3 separate regions of the Zea mays genome follow, and regions 2 and 3 are each linked to region 1. A link is a contact called in public Hi-C data. All regions are on one chromosome and are shown on one strand. Each heading gives the region's core, a stretch centred on a gene start, on an enhancer-like site or on the middle of the called end of the contact. The rest is flanking DNA. Distances are from core to core; before and after follow the strand shown.

Region 1 (4,977 bases), core at 1,565-4,064:
CCACTCAGCATTCTCATATTACTAAACCAATGGTCTGGTGATAAAGAGGCTGATGGGATGTGGTGTTCCAAGGTGCTGGACTTGGAGGGGGGAACAGGACCACAAACAAGTTAGATGGTCCATGATTGTATGAGTTGCTGAGCATAGGGGACATATTTTGGGCATTTGAAAGATAGTGAGCAGGTCATGAAAGGATTATATCCCTACTTTCCAGTGGAGAAGTAAGAATTCAATCGAATTCAAATCAAAGCAGGTTCCAAATTTCACACTTTCGAAGTAACAAAAATGTTATTGCAAAATAAGTAAATGACTCATTCTAAGTATTTATGGTAGAATTTGTAAACAAAAAAGGGTAAACCCAGTGTCAGAGGCTCCCAAATGAGTGGGGTCTAGAGAAGGGATAAATCGAAGCAAGCCTTCCCCCTACAAATGAACTACCAAACAACTGCATGTGACATATACAGGAAATGAACAATATTCATACCAATTTTACATGTATAGTAAGGGCACTAAATAAAAACCTGGAATTATGTTTGTAAATGAATATTCTCCTGATGATGACGTCAAAGCAGATGCAATCAACTCATCAGAATCTGTCATCAGTTCAATTTTCACACCAGCAGGTCCTCCCCGTTTTGAGCAGCTCTTACCACCAACAGCTCCCACTACTTTACCGGATATCATAAACCTGCACGGTGCATGCATACATTAACATTTGAAGTTTCAATGTGATTCATGTTCACACAAAAAAATTAAACTAAATGGCTAAAGAAACAAACCCAGTGAACTGGAAATTTATATCCGCATTTCCATTGCACCCATTGTGATCAATGATGACAGGAACCTGAAGTGTTAGGTGAACATGTCATCCAGTAAAAGAACAAATGCACTTAGTGCTTAGTAAAGACAAAGTAAGGAGGGAAACAAAGGAAAGATTCAGTTAAGGAATTATTTTACAGTTTCGGGCTTCCATGACCATCCCTTGGGCCCCTTCACTCTGACCATGAACGAACCCTGTGTTGACAGAAGCGACAAGCATAAATAGTAGACATAAATTTTATTTTAGAAACAATGGAAGAGAATATCAAAATTATGATCTTAGCAACTTCCTCCAGTACAAAAAAAAATAGGTGCTGCTTTGGATGTCATACAGTCAAAAAATAAATTTCTTTGTAATATTCATTAGGAGCCTACATACCTTGATCACAATAACTAGTAGTCTAATTGTCTAAATATGTATAAAATATATCAATGATGTAATAGTATGGAACTGTTTTTTGAAGGAAGATCAGGCTATACAATTTCTAGAAGTTCAATTGAAATATCAAAAAGGATATTGATGACAAAAACTTAAACAGGGCATCATGCTGACAGTAGCCAAAACATAACATGTTTTGTGACAGGAGGGAGTAGTGCCCTTTAACCTTTGCTCCTACTTGCAATAAAATTGTATGTGTAAATAAAATGAGAACACATAAAAGATAATCCAGAACTAAAGTAAACAAAAAACACAAAGATACCTTATCATAGACGGGGATAAAATAGTATCCATTAGGAGCACACTGTGTGCTTTCTTTAACCAAACCATCAACAGTGCAGAGCTCAACCTGATACACAAAGTTAAGAGGGAATCAGTTGGAGGCTTAGTGCAAATCATAAATAAATATAAAAACATATGCATCAAAACCAAAGCACAAGCATGATTAACGGAACATACACAGACACAAATAGAGCAATACTAGAATAATAGCCATGTATTAAAAATGATATTAATCTCTACATGCTACAGTTTGCATATGTCACTATATGAGAGATGAAAATATCCATCAGTTTAAACTTAGTAGAACCCACCCAACCAAATCATCCCCCACACCCACAACCTCCACTAAACAAATTGCACCCAGACTTAACAAAACATGAAAACCAACGTTTCAGATCGCTGGATAAACTCTCTCCCTTACTCAAATCTAATGGACAATATTATTTGAATCATCCCCCATCGCTCCCCCCAGCATAATTAAGGTCCAGCAATCACCAAAGCTACCAGAAACAAGAAATCAGTATGTGCTCAAAACACCGGCAGGGCAACCTCTTGTGCCCTAATGGTAATTCTAAATGGTCTGAATAGAGTGTAGAGTCGCTAAACCCAACCATGCAAACCCATAGGGCAGTGATCTGAATACCATGGGACAACAGGCAATCCGAAACTAGGATAGTTGTTAGAGCAGCGGCGGTAACTCAGCATCATGCAACCAGAACGTGTTCAGCTCTCCATGAGGTCCAATTCAAGTGAACGGCATCAAGCAAATGTATGTTTAGACTAAACGAATCATGCATAAAAATACCAGTCAAAGCTCGATAGGAAAGGACAGCTGAGTGCAACTACGAAGCTTGTCTACGTGATGGGATGAGACGGTCCTAAGATATAAAAACTGACGATGGCGGGAGCGGACGGCATACCGTGATGTCGGAGTAATCGAGCTTGGAATCCGATGCCTTCCTCGACTTGGCCAAGCCAGAGCTCGCCTGAAACCACCCAAAACCCCAAGTCGCATCAGTGTAACAAGTCACACCTAACCAAAGCGAAACACACTGTACACGGAGATAGAGCAACATGAGGAACGTCGACCTCGACGACGCCGCCGCATCCGTGGATCTCGTCAGAGGCGACAACGGCGGAGAAGAAGGCAAGCAGGAGGGAGAGAAGGATGGGGAGACGGCGGGGATCCATAGATAATAGATCGGATCTAGCGGGAGCGGAGCATGCCACCGGGGGAGACGACGACGAGATCGATATGTGCGGGGGCGATGTGTATTAGTGGTAGCAGTGGAGTTTGATATTTGCTAACAGCCTAGCACTCGCTTGGACCGCTGTGGACCTGTGCCCTATGCTGTGGGTGTGGGCTTTTTTCCTGGGCCCTAGGTGTAGTGTAGATGTAACTATAGAAGACGATGGGGTTGGGCTGGAATAATGGCCTTGACAAAATTGGGGGTTTCACGTCCCTGTTTTCATGAAACTCCATTGAACCCCCCCCCCCCCCCCCCCCCCCATTGAGAGCCACTAGATCAGGCGGCGCCCCTTCGGACGCCCTATCCAACAAAGGGTAAAACAGGAGCGAGCAATTGTACATATCATATTCAAATTTAGCAGAGGATTAGATAAATTATTTAGCACAATCCACAAAACTAATTAGTGCGAGACAGGTAGAGCAACAAAGCAATGAGCAGACCAAACACATAGAGACTGAACATAGTAATGCATATCAAATTGGAACTATAGAAAAAAAAACCTTCATTTGCTATAGCAATTAGAGCACAAACAAAATGAAGTGCAATAAAAGCATAACTCGGGGCACATATATACATGCACACTAAAATAGAAGTGTAGCGCTTGTTTTACATAGCAATCCTTCATTAATCTGTGCATCCATATGGTACACATCCAAAAGCAGGATAGAACGTATTGATCCAGGTTCCTGATGCTACCACCAAAGGATCAACTTATATGTATAAGTTGGTTTCATAAGACAAGCATAATTATAGAGACTAAGCTACAGACGGATCGACATATATCCCTCGCATTGTCGCGATGAACATAAAAACACGGTGTTCCCTTATCCAGGATGAAACCTAGGAGGAGATAAACATGTATGCACTACATAGTTCTTGCGAACACAAAAGTGCAACATCCCCGAATTCATGATAAAACGTCAGCCTCACCGGACCTGAGGGGAAAAAGCTTTTTTATGTAAGATATAAAAACTAAATAAACGATAGTAATGGATGGTTTATGAAACTTACTTAAGGTATCAATACAGTCTCTGATGCACCCCTTTTACCAAATTTCCATCTCAGACACTATCAAGTATGGTATGATGATTTTAAATTTGAAGATTTTAATTTGGATTTACAAAATTCCAAGAGCACATAAATCTAGCTACATTGATACGCATTTCCAAAGAGACAATGCTTCACTAACCTGTAGAGAAAATGAGTTGTGTGCATGATTTCTTAAAAACGATTTTGAAGATGTCAGGTTTTATCAAGAAACTTATGGCATTAATTTATTGCAATGCTCTCCTTTTTTATTCAGATAGAACAGTGTTTTAATCTGAATCCATTAATTAGAATAAACTATGAACTTTAAAAATGGGCTTGGACACTGTCATAAGCGCTGAAAATATAAGGAAAAACAATAGTAATAAATGTTCCTCTAGAAAGTAACTACAACAATATTTGGAATGAAAAACGAGGAGACAGTTTATAGGATAGTTTGGAAGGTATTTCCTTAATTTATTTGGTTTGAGGGTATTTCCAGTATAATCCTTGGTGAATAAAATGGTAAGATTTGTCATCTTTACATGTCGCTGCAAAACTTGTTAGTAGTGTTTATTGACTGTTTTATATTGCCTAGGAATTTGACTATCTTTGCCTGGATGAGCAGCAACTGATGATGCACAGAATATGATGGTAAGATGTTTTATATTCTTTATGCAATTCTTGGTGTTTGTTCCTAATTGATACATGATGCATGGTACACCACGTAACACTTACTTCAGCTGAATTCAGTGGTTCCTATGCAACTCCACCACTGCTTACCGTAGGACGCTAGGACCGTGCGATCAGGTCTCTAGCAAGGAGTCGTATATGGGCATATTGTTCAGTTTATTTCCTGAGTCATTTAACTGGGAATTAGCCTATCGTAAATAAGAAAGGTCAGGTCGGTAGCATAAACAAGCAGATGTAGTCGTAATCAAACTTAAAAAAAATAAACATCAATTTCACATTATGTGATTGAAGTTGGTGTAGAGGAGTCATCAAATATTTCTACACTGCTTTTGAAACTGAATTTATATGTTAGAAGATATTCCTTACGTTCAAATCACTACTGCCTCAAATTATGATCAATACAAATTAAGCACTGGAAGGCCAAGACCAGAGGACACAAAGTATTTTGGCTATATTTTTCTAACAATA
Region 2 (4,977 bases), core at 772-3,271, 740 kb after region 1:
ATAATGCAGCATGTGTTACACAAATAGGAACATATTATGTTAAGAGTAATATGACCATGCACATTTCTCCTAAGTTCTTCTATACCCACAAACTCTAGAATGAGGGTGAGGTGAAGATCTTACACAATCAATACTTGGGGTAATCTGGCTAATTTATTTACTAGATTTTTACCCATAGTCACATTTAGAAAATGTGTTCGAGGTATAGGGATGAGACACTTGAGAGATTTGCAGGATTCAGGGGGAAAGCATCCTTGAATTTTAGCCCTTGTTATTCGATCCTGAAGATCGTAAGCTATATAGTCTTGAAGGTTGTCGTTGTCCTGAAGACCCTCGTTGTACTCTTTTCTCCATTCAGTTTCCTTGAAGTTTCTCATAGATGGTTTTAATAAGGCATCAAGTGCAATACATGAAGTGAAACTATACACTTCATTTTTTCACTAGAGTTTTTTTGGAGTTTTAACGAGGCATGAATTCGTCGCGGTATTCGTCTAAGGGAGAGTGCTAAGAAACCATACGAAGGGTTATGTGGGCTAATACCAAACATACTCCTGAGCGGCTATACTTTTCTATATAATGAATTTGTACCACCCTCATAATGAATAACAAGAAAAGAGTTTCCACGTCTTTTGTCTTCTGTATCTTGTGCTATGTCGCTAGGGGAAGGGAAGAAAACGGGTTTTCTACATCTTCCTCACGTCTCCATTGTTGACGGGAGGGTTCTAGGTCTGGATCTAGGATCTTCAACGACGTTGTTTCTCAATATCTGCTACCCGAAAGCTTCCTCGTGTGGGCCAAACATACTCCTGAGCGGCTATACTTTTCTATATAATGAATTTGTACCCCCTCATAATGAATAACAAGGAAAGAGTTTCCACATCTTGTCTTCTGTCTCTTGTGCTATGTCGCTAGGGGAAGGGAAGAAAACGGGTTTCTACATCTTCCTCACATCTCCATTGTTGACGGGAGGGTTCTAGGTCTGGATCTAGGATCTTCAACGACGCTGTTTCTCAATATGTGCTACCCGAAAGCTTCCTCGTGTGGGCCAGTGGTTCAAAGTTGCTTTCCTGTGGGGCCGCTGCACAATTCTTAGGGTATGCTCGTCTCTTGAGTGTTCTCTTAAGGGTATCTAAGAGGTTAAATTAAAAAAACGAGAGATGATCTCTTCATGAAAGGTCAATCTATATACAACTTTTTATATATATTGGCTCTTAACTAAATTTATATTGTAATTGATTTAAAGACATCTTATTATATTATACAGTTTTTAGTTGCATCTTTACATAGAAAACCGATTCAGCGAATCAGGTTGTACATGTTCGTTGATGGTCGGCATATCTGTTGCTGCTGGTTGGACCAGAAGATGGAATATTAGAGGGATTTGCAATTTCACTATCACCAGCAGTGGGCATCGCTAATATGTTATCGTGTCCATAAAATATAGACATAGATGAATCCATAAATCATAGACAAATGGTAAAATAGCAAATAAACAACTCTTGTGAATTGCAAAATTGCAAATATTCCGGGAACGCTGCTCCTGTCGAGGAGGCGCTCGGACGGGATCACGGGAAGGTTCTCAAGTGAAAGGTCTTGTCTGAGGCCGAGAGGGAAAAGATAATAGGGCCCATCGCAGCCCAACATCTGCACAGACCCCCTGCCTGACTCTGACTGGATCGCAGGCAAACAAAGCCCAAGAGGCACAGGCGTCGTGGGTTCATGCCCTGCAAAAGCAAAACCGTGTGCCTTCGTCAAAATCCAACATCCAAAACAGCTGCCGCTAACCACGGTATCATCCTCACTGTTCCATTCGGACTCTCTTGTAAAATCAACCAGAAAGTAATAATCAGATAATGGCAACAATACCCCTGGTCGCTCGCTCCACTGTTCAGTCGGTTGGTTGGCCCACTGAAGAACACCGCATGGGCGTTTCGGGAAACGAGAAAAGCCGTACGAGGGCGTGAGGCTGAGGAGAGGAAACCCAGCGGCGGCCGCGGGCGCCCCAAACCCAGGGCAGAGTCGCAGGGTGACGCGGATAGCCCATCATGGCGCCGCAGCAGCCGTGAAGCACAAGAGCTTTGCTGCAGCACGACGGCTTTGTCCTCTCTCCTTTAAAGCGGACTGCTCTCCTCAATTGTCAGGCAGTAGCATCCATTTGATTGTTCTATCCTCTTCTCTGTTCTCACCCCCTTGCAAGCAACAATCGTTCACCGATCGATCCAGTGCGTCCTGCATGGAAACTGCCGCCGTCGCCGCCTCCAGTGCCGGGCGCCGCATCATGGTGGCCGTGGACGAGGGCGAGGAGAGCCTGCACGCGCTCAACTGGTGCCTCGCCAACGTCGTCTCCCCGGCAGGAGGCGACACGCTGGTGCTCGTCCACGCCCGCCGCCCGCGCCCGGTCTACGCCGCCATGGACAGCGCAGGTATTACTACCGCCGCAGATGTAAATTTCTCCAGATCATATGGAGCCGGCCGGGCGTTGAAGCTCACAAGTATCAGTAAATGGAAGAGGCGCTGATGCCCTGGATCCTGCCTGCAGGGTACATGATGACCTCGGACGTGCTGGCGAGCGTTGAGAGGCACGCCAACGCGGTCTCGGCGGCGGCGGTCGACAAGGCCAAGCGCGTCTGCGCCGACCACCCGCACGTCAAGGTGGAGACGACGGTGGAGAGCGGGGACCCGCGGGACGTCATCTGCGACGCAGCCAACAAGATGGCCGCGGACCTGCTCGTCATGGGCAGCCATGGTTACGGCTTCATCCAGAGGTGAGCTGATACTGACACTGATCATACATGGTACTAGACCCTTTCCGTCTTGTCCAAAAATCAACACATCGGACAAGGATTACACAAGTTGAGTCACGTCAGGAGTCTGTCGAGGGCGACAAGTGCTTCAGATCCTTTTTTTTTCTTGGCCTGCAATTATCCCTGTGAGGCAGCAATCTACTCACTCGTTTATCTTCGTTTCAAATGAACATTGCTGCAGGGCGTTCTTGGGCAGCGTCAGCAACCACTGCGCGCAGAACTGCAAATGCCCGGTCCTCATTGTCAAGAGGCCCAAGGAGTAGAAGGTTCCTCGCATGTAACGCTGCAGCTTAGCCAATAATGTTTCATGGCGACCATATAGGCATATATGTACACACTTCACATCCCATTGCATGGCAGTGTCTTCCCTAGTTCAACAACTAGCTTTCTGCTGGAATAAGGTGTTCAGAGTTCAGACAGAGTATGTACTGTACATACTATCTTCTTGCATTTGGTACTCTTGTTTAGTGAAAAGCGTTCCGTAACCTTCGGTTGCCTAGCTGTTTGTTTCTGCTAACACGATTAGCTTATCTTAAAACCCCGCTGCACATAACAAATGTGGCAACTTTTAACAGTTACAGGCCTCCATCAAGCAGAGGTATTTCAGTCCCGTCACCACCAAAATTTCACACCTTTTAATTTATCATGTAACTGTTTCGCGAGCACCTAAGCAGCAGCGGTATCGACAAGCTGTAGAAACCCAACTTAGTGGGTGTTTGGAAGTGAAATTTTTTTATAGTTTTGAAAGAATACTGTTGTATTCTTAAATACTAAAGTATTATACATAAAATAGTGTTTAACAAACTAGCTAAAATCTCTATTTTTAAAACTGAACTATTATAAATATTATAGTTGTTTTAAGGTATTCTAAACTTAGGTTATTTTAAACAATGGTATTGTCATGACTGAAGTAAATTGTAGTATTTCAAAAATTATGGTTTTCAAAAACTTCGTTCCCAAACAGGGATTTAAAAACATTCCATTGCATGATAATACCATGAAAACCGATCAAGCTCTAAGTTGTACATGCTCTAATGCTCACTCGACCACAAGATAAAACATTAAACCGCCTCCCAAACAGGTTAGCCTCCAATGAAACCCAGACGCAATCGAAACAACTAATTTTAGTTACCAAGGGCAAAGGAAATAATGAAAGTAAACCGTAACTCTTCAAAACATGATTATCATAAAAACATTTCGGCAGCAAAAGGTCCTAAGTTCCACCTTACAACTGAGCTAAAACATAGGAAACACAACCATGCTTTCCTTCCTACTCCTCAGCCTCACCACTCTTCTTGTTGCCCTTCCTTGAATACCTCAGGTTCCTCAGGAACTTGGGGTCCATCTGCAAACATGGTCAATGCAAAGGGTCAGTTGTAGAGCAAAAACCAAGGTGCATCTCAAGCAGCTGTTAGAGATGAAAAATTGGCAAAAGTAACAGTTGTGCTACATCTCAATACAAATAGCATCCTAAATGAAGCGCAACAGGAATCAAAGTTGTGCAGTTGCTCAGGTAACCGCTCAGGAGGAAATAATGAAAGAATATTTCCCAGGTTCATACAGCAGTAATCTGCTCTCAGAAGGTATTACGTCTCATCATAGCAACAGCCTAAACCTCAGCAGGAGAACGCTTGATATTAAGATTAAGTTCAACTTCAATGTAAACTCCATGTAACTCTAGTAAAATAATAGACTGATCAACTGGACCAACATGAACAAAAACATTATGAATATCATCTGTACAAAGACAAGAAAAATAACAGCTGCAAGAATTCATACACACCGCAGCAGCAAACGGGGACTAAATGTGTTTTCAAATCACAAGTAGAAACAAATTCCAGCAGGGTAATGACAAGCTCACAACCCTTCAAGACTTGAGAGAAAATTAAGTGGCCTTGGATATAAAAAAAAAGGCTATGCACCAAATCCTTTTGATAACTAGTTACAATAGGTTTATAAAACCAGGACGTCCCATTACCACACTACCGCAAGAGACTTTCACAAATGGCTTAGATATCTTTCATCCTAGCTAACAGGATTTGCTAGTACCGCGAGCATGAGCCACTACTAGTACGGCACTAGAAAACCAGGCAAAAACAATTAGCATGTAGGAACCAAGTTCAGCGACTAGAACAGACCATACAAAAATTTCGCATCCAGGAACTAACTTCAC
Region 3 (4,977 bases), core at 1,028-3,527, 550 kb after region 1:
AAGCAAAAAGCAGCAGCAACTTCTCCAACAGATTCAGATTCATCGGAATTCAGACAATAGGAAAGATAGGAAAAGGGGAGAAGGGGGAACCTTGAGATGAGTAGCTCATCTCGTCGCTAGTGTTTTGGAGCAGCCGCCGATGTTCTGGAGCTGCTGCTGATGTTTTAGAGCCGCAGCCTATGTTCTAGACTCGGCAGAGGAGAGGAAAAGTTTCAAGGGGTGATAAGGGGTGGCGGCGCATCGCCTTTATACTACTGTAGATGGGCCGAAAAAATAGAAGCCCAATAGCCCACTAGAAAACCCTAGCCGCCTGGACAATTCCTGGTCGATTTACCATCTAGTCAGACGACTAATCGACGACTAGTTGGACGACCTGGACGACATGATACTCTAGTCGAGTCGTCCGGCTGATCGGCCACTACCAGGCGACCTGCCCGACTAATCGCGATTAATCGGACGACTTGAAAACAATGATTGAAATCAATCAAGTTTTCAAGGTAATGCCAGCAGAAAGATATGTTATTTTTCATCTAACAGAAAGAAAGAAGGTACTTGAACTATTCTGGATGAGTGATTTCAACCTAGAAGAAAGAGCTAGGCAACATAATATGTGCTTGCCAAGTATTTTGAAACTACAAGAAAATCTTAAAAGTGCATTTATGGTTCAGGTAGCTGATTCTAAAACTACTGTTAGTTTGAAAACTTTTAGAAGAGCTCACACAGGATTGCTAAAGATTCTTGATGCTGTCAGGGCAGATGTTCAACTGCTACATCTATCCTGCAGTTCTAGTGGAGAGTTTATTGGGCACAATCTAAAGTTTGCCTTGCTCATTCATGATTACTTATTGAAATTTCATGCATTGCGCCCCCTGAAAGGTGAGCAAATTGTCAGAGTCAAAATTATGAGTTACATAATTCAGAATGCCCAGTGTTTGTGTTTCGGTCTTCTGCATCTTCTGGCTGTACATACTAATTCAATCTTCGGACTTTGGAGCCACCATGAAGTGCTAAGGGGAGAGGTACTGATAGAAGTTGCTACATGGTGTGATGAGTATTGCATCAAATGGGAAGTTTGATTTCACATCCTTGGCGTTCAAAACTTTCAACTCAGAGGTCATTCTGATCACAGAAGTACTGCTGTGGGCAAGTATGCCCTTGGGAGGATACTGTTTGCAGTCTGTTTGAATGTGCCATGAATGCTGGTGGCACTTACAGTAGTGGCATTCAAGCCATTGCTTGGGGACAAGCAATGTTTCGTGGGGGCAACATTATCATACCTAGCACCATTAGATATGTGGGCCCAGTTGTCATGGCCTTTGGACCTTGCAGTTTTGGGTTGGCAGAACCAAGTGGTAGCTATATAGGAGAGAAGCTGGAGACAAAAGGGGGGACAAGAAAGAATTGAGAAACAGGAAAGAACAGGAGTCAAACTCCCTCATATATCGGTGTCATTTGATTATCTGTGATTTGCTCAAGTCTGTGTTTCAATCTCGCTATGGGCAACACGGGTGGTGACAATGTAGCAATTGCAACCAGAATGTCTCCAGTCAATTGCCAATTTATCTTGCCAGCCACACTGCCTCCCGTCAATTGCTTATTTATCTTGCCAGCCAGCACCAAGTCCCTCACAGAACCTGTCCTCGGAGGCCAAGATACACTGGGCTGGCAAAACCCCATTCAACCACCGACATCATTGATCTCCAACACCAGACTAGGGGAGGGTTCCTAACTAATTGCGGTTACTAACTAATTACAACTCTTCCCAAACTCATGTAGCCAACAAACACTAAACGATTCATAGATCACAAACTGCCAAACCAGAACTGAGATCGAATGGGCGCGCCTGGTTGATATCATAGATCACAAACTGCCAAACCAGAACTGGAATCGAATGGGCGCGCCTGGTTGATAGACAAGGAGGATCCAGGCGTATACCTCGAGGGCGTGGGCGTGACGCTTGTACTTGCGGAGCTCCTTGACATGCTTGACGAGGTCGTCGCTTCGCGTCGCGCCGCCCTCCCGCACCCACTTGTTCAAAACCCGCGACACGCTCCCCTCCCCGGCGCTTCCAAGCGCCGACAAACGACGGTAGAGCAGCCTCGGGTCCTGTTTCGCCGGCTTCGCGGCGGCGGCGGAGCTGGGGGCGGTGGGCGCAGGTGTCTCCGCCGCCGCTTCGGTAGCCGTAGAGAGGAGGCGGCGGAGTAGGAGGCGGGGACCGACGGATGGGGCCGGCGGCGCCATGGTTTAGGGTTTGGGGTTAGACCGCTCGAGGAAAAGAGGGAGGTGTTGCTTCTAGGTTGGGTAACCTTACCCCAATCCATATGGATTGAGGCCTAGTTTGGGTACTCTAGTATTAACTCCAATCCACTTGTATTGAGATGTATTGGGGTGTAACTTAAACTAATTTACACCCCAATCCACCTCAACACATGTGGATTGGAGTCAATGCTAGAGTACCCAAACAAAGCTTCATTGAGGGAGTTCCAATCCCTAGTAAGTCAAAATCTCTCTCAATTCGTATCAATCCCCTTCAATCCATATGGATTGAAAATAACCGAACAAGACCTAATTTGGTAGGAAATGTATTAATACTTTAATAAATCAAATCCTAATGGGAATATGAATTGTTACATTATGTTGAGGCTAAACTTTGATCTTTATTTGATGCATATACTTGAAATGTTCAAATTTGAATTTGTGGCTTGGTTGGATTTGAATTCAAAAGAGAAATAAAAAGAAAAGATATTAGAAATTCAGAAGAAAAAGGAAAATGCAACCCCCTCCACTGGACCTTTCGGCCCATTAGGCCTAGCTCGCCCACACGCGCGCCCGCTCTCCTCCGCTCCCTGCCCGGTGGGACCGGCCTATCGGCGCCAATCCCTTCACCCGCGCGCTCCCCCTCTCTCTGTGTCGTGGGCCTGCCCTGTCAGCGTGCGCCGCTCTCTCATTCGCGCTCGCTCGCTGACGCCACGGCCCCGCCTGTTAGTCTTGTCTCCCTCCTAGAAACCGCCGCGCCCGCGCCCACGCCGCGCGCTCCGCACGGACAAACCGTCGCCCACACCCCCACGACCCTATCCCACGCGTGTCGCACGGGCCTCAAGGTAGAGACCCCGAACCCTCAGCATACCCCCGCCTCCCATTCACTCTCTCCCTGCCCCTTTCATTCCCACCCAGCTCGCAGCGCCGCCGCTGTCGTTGCACGTCGTTCCGCCGGCATTGAGGCCTCGCCGTGCCCAGTTCCTCGGTGAGCTTCGCCTTTGCTTGTGTAACTCAGGATGCACCTCAATTCACTTCCTCCTATTGGAACTTGCTCTCCTAGGCAAGTTGATCCAACGGGGGAGTGGAAAGAGTGCAAGCAAAGTTTAATGTGGGATGACAATTGCTCTGTTAATCTGGCCTCTCAAGGGCACTGTACGGGGGTATTTATAGCTACCCGAGTGTCTATCGTCCCAAGACAAGGACGTTTATGCCCTCGGATACCCGGACTATTCCTAGAATATTCCCATAAAGGGAGGTTACAGACCGTCATTACAGGAAAAAGTTATTACAGATGAGGCACGTAATATGCTTGCCCACGCGGGGCCCGTTACAGTGGGCCTCCGGACGAGATGAGGACACGGGACTAGCAGACTCCGTCGGAGTCTGGCCTTCGCCTTGCAATGGAGAGGACGAAGGGCAGTCGCGCCGATCGTCTCGCATTCGTTGGTGTAGCGAGGCGACGAAGACTTCGCGCGAAGGGTAGCGTCTTCGCCTTCGCCCCAACATTTGCCCTCCGAGGGACCAGTTCAACTGAGTCATCTAGTGCCGAAGACGTCGCTAGATGATGGAGACGCTGCCCTCGCTCGAAGTGGTCCCGCGGGGGTTTTTGAGGTGACCGTTGATGGGACGTGGTACTGTTGGACTGCGGGTTTCCCGAAGCGCCGCGTCGTGTGTATAAAAAGGGCGGCGCGGGCTGACTCTTACCTTTGCATGCGCCGGAAAACCCTAAGCTTTTGAAACCGCTCGCCCGCTCACCTGCCCTCCTTGTTCCTCTGCATCGGAGATCTGGCCCGCGTCAAGCAAACCACGCGCCGCCGCCGACGGTACGTAGCGATGTCGTCTTCTTCCTCATCTGCTGCGAATGCGCCACTGGCCGATTCATCATCTGAAGATACCTCGAGCGATTTGGCGACGGTGGAGTTACAGCCGGGTCACATGGTGGAGTTCGGCGTGTCGAGGATTTCCTCGGTTCGCGTGCAGGATATGCAGCAGTTATGGTATTTTGGGAACGGTGTTGGGCGCGTCCTAGGGGCGGAAGAGATTCCCGAGCCTAAGGGCGAGTTAGTCGTGTTTGAGGCGTTCTTCATCGCCGGCCTTCGCCTACCCGCGCATTGTTTCGTGGCGGAGGTCCTACAGAGGTTTGAGGTCCAGGTCCACCAGTTGACACCTAACGCCATGGTGGCCCTGGCGAAGTATGTCTGGGCGGTGACTTCGTACGGCGGACAACCTTCCGTAGAGGTCTTCGCCAAGAATTACTATCTGCACTGGCAAAAGAGAAAGATTGGAGGTAAAATTGCACAGTTTGGATCGTGCACCTTCACGCCGAGGACTGGAAAGACTTCGGCGGAAGTTGTGGAGTTAGTTCCCTGTGCTCGCAACAAGTGGGGCAACTGGTGGGATTATTGGTTTTATGTTTCGGGAAGCGAAGTTGAAGACCTCCCAGGGCTCCCTGCGACCATAATGTGCTCCCACTATTATGTGGCGTTCCCACCATTTGAGGTGGCGGAGGATGATGAGAACGAAGGGGCCCTTCGGTGCACTGCCCGCATTCCCGAAGCTTTAAAAGAAACTATTGAATATATCATCTGTCATGCTTCGGGAAAGAGACTCTCTAAAGAAGAAGAACGAGAAGCTCAACACTATGCCCAGAAGCTGAAGTATCTAAAGGGGGGCACTATGTTCAACGACAGCGGAGAAGAGGATTTTTTGTACTGTCTC

Evidence for each region. A called contact is a pair of places that touch in the nucleus more often than the background predicts.
Region 2: a Hi-C map of bundle sheath shows a contact between it and region 1, with 4 times the contacts expected there. The contact joins the promoter of LOC100194015 here to the promoter of LOC100384763 in region 1. A contact is called at or near these places in 3 of 25 Hi-C or Micro-C datasets (bundle sheath, ear and endosperm).
Region 3: a Hi-C map of leaf shows a contact between it and region 1, with 5 times the contacts expected there. The contact joins the promoter of LOC103635083 here to the promoter of LOC100384763 in region 1. A contact is called at or near these places in 5 of 25 Hi-C or Micro-C datasets (ear, leaf, tassel and 1 more).

What each region holds. Positions count from the first base shown.
Region 1 is chr8:38,228,208-38,233,184 of Zm-B73-REFERENCE-NAM-5.0, reverse strand. It overlaps LOC100384763, which reads right to left and starts at 2,814. Exons shown (of 27, transcript NM_001362469.1): 1 at 2,630-2,814; 2 at 2,461-2,526; 3 at 1,521-1,607; 4 at 958-1,014; 5 at 780-844; 6 at 522-688. The coding sequence starts at 2,731.
Region 2 is chr8:37,490,454-37,495,430 of Zm-B73-REFERENCE-NAM-5.0, reverse strand. LOC100194015 (universal stress protein) reads left to right here and starts at 2,021. Exons shown (of 3, transcript NM_001139078.1): 1 at 2,021-2,423; 2 at 2,540-2,765; 3 at 2,986-3,287. The coding sequence starts at 2,234. The coding sequence ends at 3,067. LOC100282295 reads right to left here. Exons shown (of 3, transcript NM_001368947.1): 3 at 3,894-4,149. The coding sequence ends at 4,131. It overlaps LOC111590055 (small nucleolar RNA snoR128), which reads right to left and starts at 4,409; the gene lies at 4,310-4,409.
Region 3 is chr8:37,682,614-37,687,590 of Zm-B73-REFERENCE-NAM-5.0, reverse strand. It overlaps LOC103635083 (pentatricopeptide repeat-containing protein, mitochondrial-like), which reads right to left and starts at 2,277. Exons shown (of 2, transcript NM_001301549.1): 1 at 1,936-2,277. The coding sequence starts at 2,241.